Linked DNA regions of Gossypium arboreum: region 1 is linked to region 2. A link is a contact called in public Hi-C data. All regions are on one chromosome and are shown on one strand. The core of a region is the stretch at or near the end of the contact, and the rest is flanking DNA. Distances in the headings are between cores, read along the strand shown. Region 1 holds the start of LOC108467619. Region 2 has its middle 22 kb from the start of LOC128279466.

Region 1 (5,062 bases), core at 741-3,240, 100 kb before region 2:
CGAGCAGCATTTAAACTTACAATAAACGAATCTAGCTAATGCCAGATAGTAAGTAGCCTTGAAAATTTAAAGAATATTTTCAGCCATTAAATCAAAGTCGAAACATCAATTCTAATTTAATATATATATTTTAAGCATGAAAATAACAAAATGAGTTTAAAGAAAACTCACCATTAGCAACACTCAATTTGTACTTCTAAAATGACAAGTCATTCGGCAAATAAAACGCAGTTTACTCATTAACGACACATCATCAATATCAATCCCAGAGTTATACATTTTAACCACGGCACCAAAGCACTATAAATCACAGCTATAACCCCTCCTAATTTGTCATTTGAAGATACCACAATTTCATTATTAAGACCGTTTAAATTACGACAATTAATCCACTTTAGATAATGGTTTAAGACAACATAAATACTTACATTTTAATCAAGATCAAGCAGTAGGAAATCTTAATTATAACTATGACATCTTCTAATTTCAGCTTAGGACATTAATATTTAATCACATTAGAAGTAAAAAGATAAACCCAAATACTGAAATTGGGTATTTGAAGATTTCAACAATTACCCAAACATAAACTAGAAAATGGAAATCCATTTAACCTAAAACTGAATTAACCCGAACATATTCATACATGTAGACCAACACTATACAATCCAACCATAAAGTCGACAACCGGAATCCATTTGACCTAAACCCAAATTGATCCAAATACAAAATGACCAAAACATGAGCTTCAAATCCAAATTAGCTGGTCATAAAACAACATAAACTCAAATAATAACAGTCCGAACCCAAATTGGCAAAATCTAAAATAAATGAAAATTTTAAAACTTAATTTGATTCAATCTACATTGTTCCTATGAACCCAAACTGACAAACTATTAGATCTATAAAGATGTATAGGAGATTACAACAAAATTCAAGCTAATATAGGTAAACAAATAGATGAATCGCTAGAAGTAGAAATTTGGGTTGATTAAAATTGTATTGATTAAGCTAAATCAAAATCGTTATTGAAATTTTGAAACATGATGATCCATTTTGAAGCATCATAAAAGGATTAAAATGATTTTCGAAATAATTCAAAATAAGTGTAAAATGAAAGAAAAAGAGTTGAATCTTGATGTTGAAACATGTGAAGAGCAACAGATCTAGCGAATGAATGGAAATGGATCCCCAAAGACCAAAGGCCTATGGCGTAAACTTAACGTCGCCAATTCTCGAGTTCCTTCGGTATTTCTTTCCAAAAAACCCTTTTCTTAGGATTTTGGCAAAAAAGAGCCCTAATCGAGACTCAAATTTTGATTTCTCCAATCATGAGGAAAATCCAATTCACATACAATAGTAAAAGCGAAGATTACATCAACATGTTTTCACACCCCAAGATTAAAAAAACCAAAAAGTTAACAAAATTATCAAGAAATAGATTAAAAACTTGAAAATGCCTATTATTTCTACTAATTTAACAAAAAACTAGAAAAAAAATCAAAATTGGAGAAGAGTTACCGAGGGAGGATGCCGATTGTTTCACTTCTCAAGTTTCCATCTCAATCGAAAGCCTTGTTAAGGGTTGGAGTTAAAAAATGAATCTTAATTGAAGGCCTTGTTAGGGTTTATCAAAGGAGATAGAGTTGGTGATAATGAAGCATGAAAAGAGGGAGACAAGTTTGGAATAAAATAGGAAGAAGAATGAAAAAAGCAGAGATTGCTTCAGACGTGAGAAAGAGAAGGGTAAAGTTGAAAGTCTCAACATAATTTTTTACCCAACCATTCGTTGAATCCCTATTCCGTGGGGAGGGTGCCGAATTGTAAACGGCACTTTTGCGTTGAATAAAGCCGTATTGAATGAGGCTGTAATAACCCATTACACCCAACCAAATAAAATTTTAATGGGGGCCCACTGAATTCAGCTGTAATGCTAAGCCATTACAGCTAACCAAACATGATGTAAGAGATTTTATTATAAGATTCTAATGTATTTATTATCCCTCTGGCGTACCTCAACTCAAAGTGCGGTACAACATAAGCAATTGTACCCAAAAGCAACCAAACCCAAGCCCAATCTTCAAAGTCCAGACCAGAGCTTGGGTTGACTCCAGAAACTACCTCCACTCTCTTCTTTACTCAACCGCCAATCTCCTCCTACTCCTTCCTCCTTCTACCTTGTTTTAAGAAGGGAGCAATTTCAAGTTGAGAACTAAAACCGAAGGGGAAATGATGGATGCAGATAAGGCATTGGAGTTAGTAAAGAGCGGAGCTACGCTTCTCCTCCTTGACGTCCCTCAATACACTCTTATCGGCATCGACACTCAGGTACTTTTCCGCCCCCTTCCCTATCTCTCTTTTGTTTCTCAAATTATATTTTATTCCACCTTTTTCTTTTCTTTTCTTGTTATTTGCAGGTCTTTTCTGTGGGGCCTGCTTTTAAAGGCATTAAAATGATTCCTCGGGGTGTTCATTTCGTCTTTTACAGCTCTTCCACCAGGTTAGTATCAAAATTATCAGCCAAAAGCTTAGCACTTTGTCAACTGAATTTGGTCATTTTTGTGGGTGTTGGATCTTGTGTGCTTAATGAATGGAGCAAGTTACTTTATGATGGTTTTGATTTGTAAAGAGGAAGCCTATCATACTGCCTTTGAAAATATGAGGTAGTGGAGAATGCTCCTGGCAAGAGGAGGATGAGTAGAGATACAACTCTAAAATCACATTTTTACTTGATTTTAAAAGTAAAATTAGCAATGGTGTAAAATTATCCTTATAGCCAATCACATGTAACTGAAAAGAAGAGAATTTATTGTTATCGTGCTTGGTAATTACTTGATAGGATCGTAGGCCATCATCACTTAACAGAAGATGCAGTTCAGATTAGCATTATATGTTATCTCTGAAAAAAATCACATTTTTCATTATTTCCTTATATATTTTCATTTGGAGATCTATATCATTGGCTTTTATTGGTTAACATGCAGGGATGGCAAAGAGTTTTCACCAATTACTGGCTTCTTTATCGATGCTGGATACTCTCAGGTGTGAATGTCTTCGAACATGTTTGTAGAAAATTTTGGTAGTAGAAAAGGGAAATACAGTTTTCTTGTTGCTATTAAATAAAGTTGAGGAAGGAAAACAGACTTTTATATATATATATATACAATATACATGTAATGCTATTCTGTCAATTGAGTCTCATATTTGTTGTATGCTGCTGTATTTGTTTTTCTAATGATGGTGTTTTTGAGCACTTATATTATCTAAACTAGATTAGTTGATGTATAGCCATCTTATGCATCTTCTTTGCTGAGTAAAAATATGGACTGGCTAGAGTTCTAATTTAGCCATTTGCTTGTTCCTCAGTGATAAGTTAGAATCTTTCAAGATCATTAACTCAAGTGAACACAAAGTTCGTTGTTAATTTATCTCAGATTGGGAGCTTGACATAACTTGTAAGAATATATCCTACCATTGGCAGGTGGTTGTTCGTATGTGGGATCAACAAGAGGAACGCTTAATCAAAATGCCAGAAGAAGAGGTCTGTATTCATGTTAATTGTGCTTCTTATATTCTTTTCGATGATTCATTTAGATATTGATACCTACTAGATTGGTAATGGAAGTATTCTGTAATATGGGATTCAAGCCCCAAAAGTGGGGTTGTTATCTTGTCCATTAGTTTTTGGTCCATTACTTTCCAATACATTAATCATCATTATTTTTGTGTAGACCCACTTATGAAGTGTGCAGGTCATACTTATAAATGGCCAGTAAATTTGCATTGGATGGTAATGGATAGGAAAATAATGGAGTGGAGCTTGACCCCTAAAAGTGAAAGGCAATGCTTATTATTTTGGAAGATTTGAATTGAGCTATTTTTTCTTAATGTTATGAGCAACACTTCTTTTAAATAATGCGTTTAATTAGTTCATACTTCATTTCTGTTTCTAGGAAGAGAGATACAGGCAAGCAGTTAGAAGTTTTGAATTTGACAAGCATCTGGGCCCCTATGATCTAAGCCTTTATGCAGATTGGAAGAGACTGTTTAATTACATTACAAAAAGCACTATTGAACGATTAGGTTTGCTCTTTTTTAGATACTGCCTTCTGATCTCCATGTGTATGGCACTGTTTTTATGATGTGTGTACTTTTGCTTATGTATGGATGCTCATGCTTTTAATTCCTCACCTGGGCTTTCTTACATTTCTGTTTTATCATTTTTCTTGGTTTTAACAAGGGAATGCAGGGCGTATAGTGAGCTTAAATTGGAAAGTGTGGACTAGGTGCACAGCTCATTTACAAGACAATTTTGAATGTCAATTTGTACTTCATTCATTTTTTAGCAATGTAAAAAAAACTTCTTAGAGTTCCTTTAACAGTTTTTAATAGAATGACATTCTTATGGCTCCTTAAAGGACATTCTTATGGTTAATGAAATTTTTTGACTAGGTTTCATTGAAATGGATTCTTGTGGCTGCCTAAGATTCCAGTGTTCTGGGGTATCTCATGTGTTCCATGTTGCATTGTTTATGTTTAGTGATATGACAACTTTGGTGGGCTTAGATATGTAATATTATCTCTCCAATTAGAGTCTGCTTAGCATGATCTAACATGATACATCCAATGTGCAGAACCCATTGGAGGAGAAATTACGGTTACATATGAACATGGGATGCTGAAGAATACTTGTAAGAGTGCTATGGAGAGAGTTTTAGATGAGCAGTTGAGGAATAGTAAATTCTCTTCACCTGCTGAGGAACATCCAAAAAGAGGATGCTATTATACACCAATACCCCGTATCATAAAGCGCAAAGGAATTGAAAGTGAACAACTTACTTCTTTGAATCTTGACAAGGCAAGTGTTGCTAAGTCATGGTGTTGAGTGTTATTAAATTTAAATAGTTTCTAAATGGCATTTTCTCGTTTGACAGTAATTTTTTTGCTTCCCTATGCAGACCGAACTATTAGAGACCTTACTGGTGAAGGATTATGGTGGCTCTGAAGAGTCACTTCTTGGGGAGCTGCAATTTGCATTTATAGCTTTTTTGGTATGAACAGAATA
Region 2 (5,503 bases), core at 192-2,691:
TTATTTAAAAAGTCGAATTTAATCATCAATTTTAAAAAGAATCAATTGTTATTTTTTAATAGTTAGAACGTTAAAATTTTAAACACAATAATCTACGTGGCAATCCATGAATACTTTAAACTAATTTTATGATTCTTTTCATTTTATTTTTGAATTTTGAATTTTTTATTTTTAACATTTTATAATTTTTAAATATTATCATATCAACATGTGAATTGTCAAGCAAATTGTCATGTCAAAATTATCAAAATTAATATTTTTGGCATTTTCATTAATAAAAAAGATTTTTTTAAGGTTAATGAATAAATTTAACTAAAAATAATAATAAGATTCAAATTGATAAAAATATAAACATTACCTGTTAAATTCATCATTATGAATAGTAACATGGTAGACGTGGGATATTGTGGATGGGGAAAGAACGATGAAAGGGTTGAATGGATTCGATTGGTTGGTTACAACGTAAGGGTGAAGCTGGCAAGGTTTTGCAGATAGCGGAATGTAAAAGAGAGACAATACAAGGAACCTTTAAGCAGGTGCTGTGTGATAATTGTAATGGAGGATACCACCGAAGAGAGAGACGACAGCGATGGACGAGATGGATGAAAGCGTTAGAGTAAGGGGCGGCGTGTGTTTGAAAAAGACTTCGGCAGCTACAGTAGACGATGTAGTCATGCAGATCCAAATATCAAGAATTGTAGTGTTGTGGGCTATAAAGGCACTACCAATTTAGCTATGGATAAAGAGGCATAAGCCTTTGGACCTTAATCTTAACACTGGGATGGGTTCGTTTTTTGGATCATGCTGATGCTGTTAAGTTCGTGGAGTCAATGGGCCATGAGATGCATGTTGTAGGCACCGACACGGCCTTTTTATAAAAATAACATTAAAAAAATAATTAATTATAAAAATAGGTGGGAAACAAATTAATTATAAAAATGGGTGTTTGCTTAGCTTTGAGTGTCGACTAACAGATTGACGACATCAATTAAAAAATATTTTTTCACTTTTTCAATTTTTTTTATTATTAGATTTTTTTTAAAAATTTATTAATGTCACCAATATATCAAGCAGTATCCAAAATTACTATAGCAAACACCTATTTTTGTAATTAATTTTTATCCACCCTATTTTTATAATTAATTAATTTTTAATATTATTTTTATAAAAAACCTCACAGGCACCGATCCTCAATTTTTTGATACAAATTTAAAGAGAAAGAGGGTTATTGAAGAAAATAAAGGAGTTGATTAGAGATGATAAAACTCAAATTGCTCTATAGATTTGGAATTGATAGATTTTTTTTTTGAAAAGTAGATGTGGGACAAGGTGGGGTCGATTTATTTTTTTGGAACAATGGATTTAGAACAATTATGGTTGTAGGGCCCACTTTCTGCCCTAGCCTAATCAAAATAGCCCAAAGCAGAAGGCCCAGTTTCCCTAACCTAACCCTAGACCTAGCCTACAACCATCAACAAAACAAAAGCCAAGTTCAGCACCGCACGCCCCACGTCCGTGCACTTCTCCACCATACCACGTCGATAGCATGTCGTTTGTCCTCAGTTGTAAAAACAGTTGCGAGTTAGGCTATATAAAGCCATTCTATTTAAGCAAAAAGGTAAATCAAGACCTAAAGGCACATCAAGGGTTTTTTTTCCTTTTTTTATTTATTTGCTATTTCATTTTATTTTCCTTTTTTTTGAATTTATTATATATATAAATATGTATTTATTAAAAATATATTAATTTAAAAAAAAACTTACTTTTTTTTTGGAATTTCACGACGATGGCGATGGTCTCAAGCAATGATGACGTGTGTGGCGATTCGATGATCGAATTTTGGGGGAAGAAGGAGAGGTTGGGAGGTTTTTGAAGTTTTTTTTGGGAAAGAAGGCTGCAAATGAGGTTTTTTGGGCAAAATTTGAGTTTTATAACACAGCTAAAACGAAGCCGTTTTGAAAATTGAGTTTAGAGGCCAAAACGACGTCGTTTTGGGCCTCTGACCCGCGACTCGGCCCACTCCCAGGGGAGGATCCGCGCGTTTTGCTTGGATGGGCTAATTGTGCTCCAGGCCCTTCTACGTTTTTATGGTTTTACAATTAAGTTCTATTTATTTCTAATTTGGCCATATAAATTTCCTTCTGCTTTAATTTGGCCCTGCGCAAGGTGATGCGTTTTGGAGGGAGAGGATATTTACTTTCCCGGTCCCTCCATTTCGTTCAAGCGTTGCAATCCGGTCCTTCCCTTTTTATTTATTTCTGATTACGCCCCAGACTTTCGTTTAGATTCAATTCGGTCCTTTTTAGTTATTTTGCTACTTTATTATTTAATTGATTAATTGGACATTTTATTGTTATTTTAATATTATTATTATTTTATTTATTATTATTGTTGTTACTATTATTTATTATTATTACTATTATTATTACATATCATTATTCTTCTTATTATTTTCTATATTATTACCAGATTAACGTATTACTACTATCATTACTATTATACTTATTATTGTTCTTAGTATTATTATTTTCATTACTGTCACCATTATCACTATTATTTTCCTTTATCATTATTATTTTCTATTACTATTAATATATTATTATTACTATTTTTTATTTTTTATTATCATTATTAACATATCATTTTATTTTTATCATTAACATATTATTATGTTTATTAATATTCTATTATTATTTTCTACTTTATTACCGAATTATTACTATTATTACTGTCATATTACAAAACTAATCAATTTATATTATTATTATTATTATTATTATTATTATTATTATTATTATTATATTTTTCTTTTGTGTTTATTTATTTATTTTATTTTCTTTTTAGACATTTTATTATCCTATTATTTATCCACATCCTTTCAAGCTTTTGATTACCTATTATTCATATTAGTATTATAATCATTATTATTTTTAACTATTTTACATAGTATTTATTTATGTATTGGTTTACTAACACCACGATTCATTCTTATACTACAAATTTGTGTTATATCGATTTTTACCCAAACACGTAGAAAGGTTTTTTTCAAATAAAGGCAATATTTCGTATTTGAAAATTCAAGAAATCTTGCCCTAACGTACTGGGTTTCGATTTTTTTTTCGTTTCATCTCTATAATCGAATATCCTTTTAAAATCCAAATATATGAGTTTTAAATGAAATAGAGGGCAAGCTCATACTCGAGGGTCAAGGTGTTGTGTCATAACGTACTGGATATAACATTTTACCTTGAGATGAAACGGTCTTTGACATACGTTTTAATTCATCCAAATACTTTAAAAAAGCATTAACGCTAAGAGGGATCGTATTTTAAACTCTTGTCAAATTTTCAATTTTCGACATTAAGACACTGAATAATCAATTAGGTACCAAATTTGGGCGTGACGAGGGTGATAACCCTTCCTCGCGCGTAATCGACTCCCAAACCCGTTTTTCCAATTTTCGTAGACCAAAATCGTTGTTTTGATAAATCAATCTGTTTATTGAAAAAAGACCACATTTTGAAGTGACCCGATCACACCTCATCAAAAAGGTTCGGTGGCGACTCTAAACTTTCGTTTTAAAAAGTCGATTCCTATTTTTTAAAAAATAGTTTCGACAGCTTGGCGACTCCACTGGGGACCGAAAGAGTCAAGCCGTAAATTGATTAATTTATGTCTTTTGGTTGAAAATTGAAAATTCGATTTGAAATACGATCCTTTCATTGCATTTCCTTTGTTATCTTTGTGATCTTGGTCATAATACCTGCTTGGTTGGTTCGAGTCTCTAAATATTTTTGCATATTGCATTGCATGACTGCTCGGTCTTACCTTTTAAGTGGGAGTGAGAAACTAGTCCTTCGTGAGGTTTTCACCTCCGTATAGGATAGTGGATCGCTTTTGGGATACATTAGTACCTATGTCTTCATGAGATTTTCATCTCTGTATAGCCACAGGGAAATGTATTCCCTTGAACCAAACTTGATCTATATGAGCCTACAATGGGTGAGGATCGAGGAATCTGTTGGTTCAAGTACCCTATCTTTAAAACCAAACAACATATAGTGACCCATAGGAGCCCACTCTAGGTAGAGCCACACCAAACTATTAGCGGTCATCCGAATAGGTGTTCTGCTTGTTATTTCTTGCTTGCTTTAATTTCATATGAATTGTACCGACCTGTGTTGTTTTGCTTGTGATTGCATGACATTTCATCATTAAAAAGGGTGTCGGTTCAGGTTCGATTACTAAATAGAGAGCTTATCATGGAGAACAGGTTTCTTGATAAAATGGATAATAATGATACTGTTCGTATATGGTCAGAGAAAACACAATTGGAAAATGGAGATAGCTTGATAGTAGGGTATACGTCAGAGTTATGAGACTTCACTCGCATTAGCATGACACAGAATGATATTCGAAAATTGAAAGAAATATGGGCCCAATGGGGTGATGAAGTTAAACAACTATTTTACGACAATTATGGTGATCTACCCTACTTACTCAACATCAAGATAGATAAGCATCTGTTTCGGGCTTTGGCCCAATCTTAGAATCCAGCCTATAGTTGTTTCACCTTCGGGAACGTAGATTTGGTGCCCACAATGGAAGAATATACCGCCTTACTTCGATGCCCAAGGGTTCAAGTTGACAAGGCCTATTCTAGACTGCTAATGTTCCGACTTTTGTGAAGAAATTGATGAATATCACTGGAATGAGTGAGCGGTGAGTTACGGCTCAGATCAAGCAGAAAGGAGAAAGTAAATGTATTCCCTGGAAAAGTTTGCGAGACTTGATTTTGGCACACCTAGACGTGAAGAAGAGAGTGGACGTTTTTGCTTTAAGTATCTACAGGTTAATGGTTTTTCCTAAAACGCTGGGGCATGTAGATAAAGCAGTTTCTGATTTATTTGACCGACTGGATAAGAGGGTCACGCCGGTTCGTGCGATTTTAGCCGAAACATTCAAATCTTTGAATGCGTACCGAAGAGCTGGTGAGGGTCGGTTCATAGGATGTGCGCAGCAGCTGCTAGCTTGGTTCCATTATAACAGCCCGTTTTTAGGGTTAATCGAAACAGGCCACCAAATTCGATGAGTAGGTTTGTAAATATTATAATTAACATTTACGAGTTAATTTTGACTTTAAAAATATTTTTGATATTGTGATTTTTTTTTGTTTTATAAACGGTTTATTAAGTTCAAGTGGTATGACCCTAAGGTTAAGTGGGTTTAGAAAATGAGGTATCGGGGACCTCGTTTCTATAAAACGAGTCATAAATTTTTTTATAAATATTTACGGAGTGGCAATAAGATGGTATTAAAGTTTCGTTGAAAAATTTTATCGTTTTGATAGTTAATTAAGCAAAAAGGACTAAATCGCGTAAAGTGTAAAACTTGTGTGCTATGTGTTAAGGTGTCTAATAGCTATGATTTATTAAAGTGGAGGTACTTATGTTGTAATTATACCATTTAATTGTTAGTGGACATTTATGGGAGTTGGTATTGT

What was found. A called contact is a pair of places that touch in the nucleus more often than the background predicts.
Region 1: a contact with region 2 is called in a Hi-C map of leaf, with 4 times the contacts expected there. The contact joins the promoter of LOC108467619 here to the enhancer-like site in region 2. A contact is called at or near these places in 2 of 5 Hi-C or Micro-C datasets (both in leaf).

Annotation. Positions count from the first base shown.
Region 1 is chr8:133,821,855-133,826,916 of ASM2569848v2, reverse strand. It overlaps LOC108467619, which reads left to right and starts at 1,990. Exons shown (of 13, transcript XM_017768328.2): 1 at 1,990-2,325; 2 at 2,415-2,497; 3 at 2,982-3,039; 4 at 3,479-3,538; 5 at 3,951-4,080; 6 at 4,632-4,855; 7 at 4,956-5,048. The coding sequence starts at 2,227.
Region 2 is chr8:133,720,574-133,726,076 of ASM2569848v2, reverse strand. No RefSeq gene overlaps it. Among protein-coding and RNA genes, the nearest start is that of LOC128279466, 22 kb to the left of the region's middle. Within about 2 kb of position 1,441, at least 1 of the 2 cell types and tissues checked has an H3K27ac peak or open chromatin away from gene starts, as enhancers often do. A contact at or near this core is called in leaf, where this site is marked.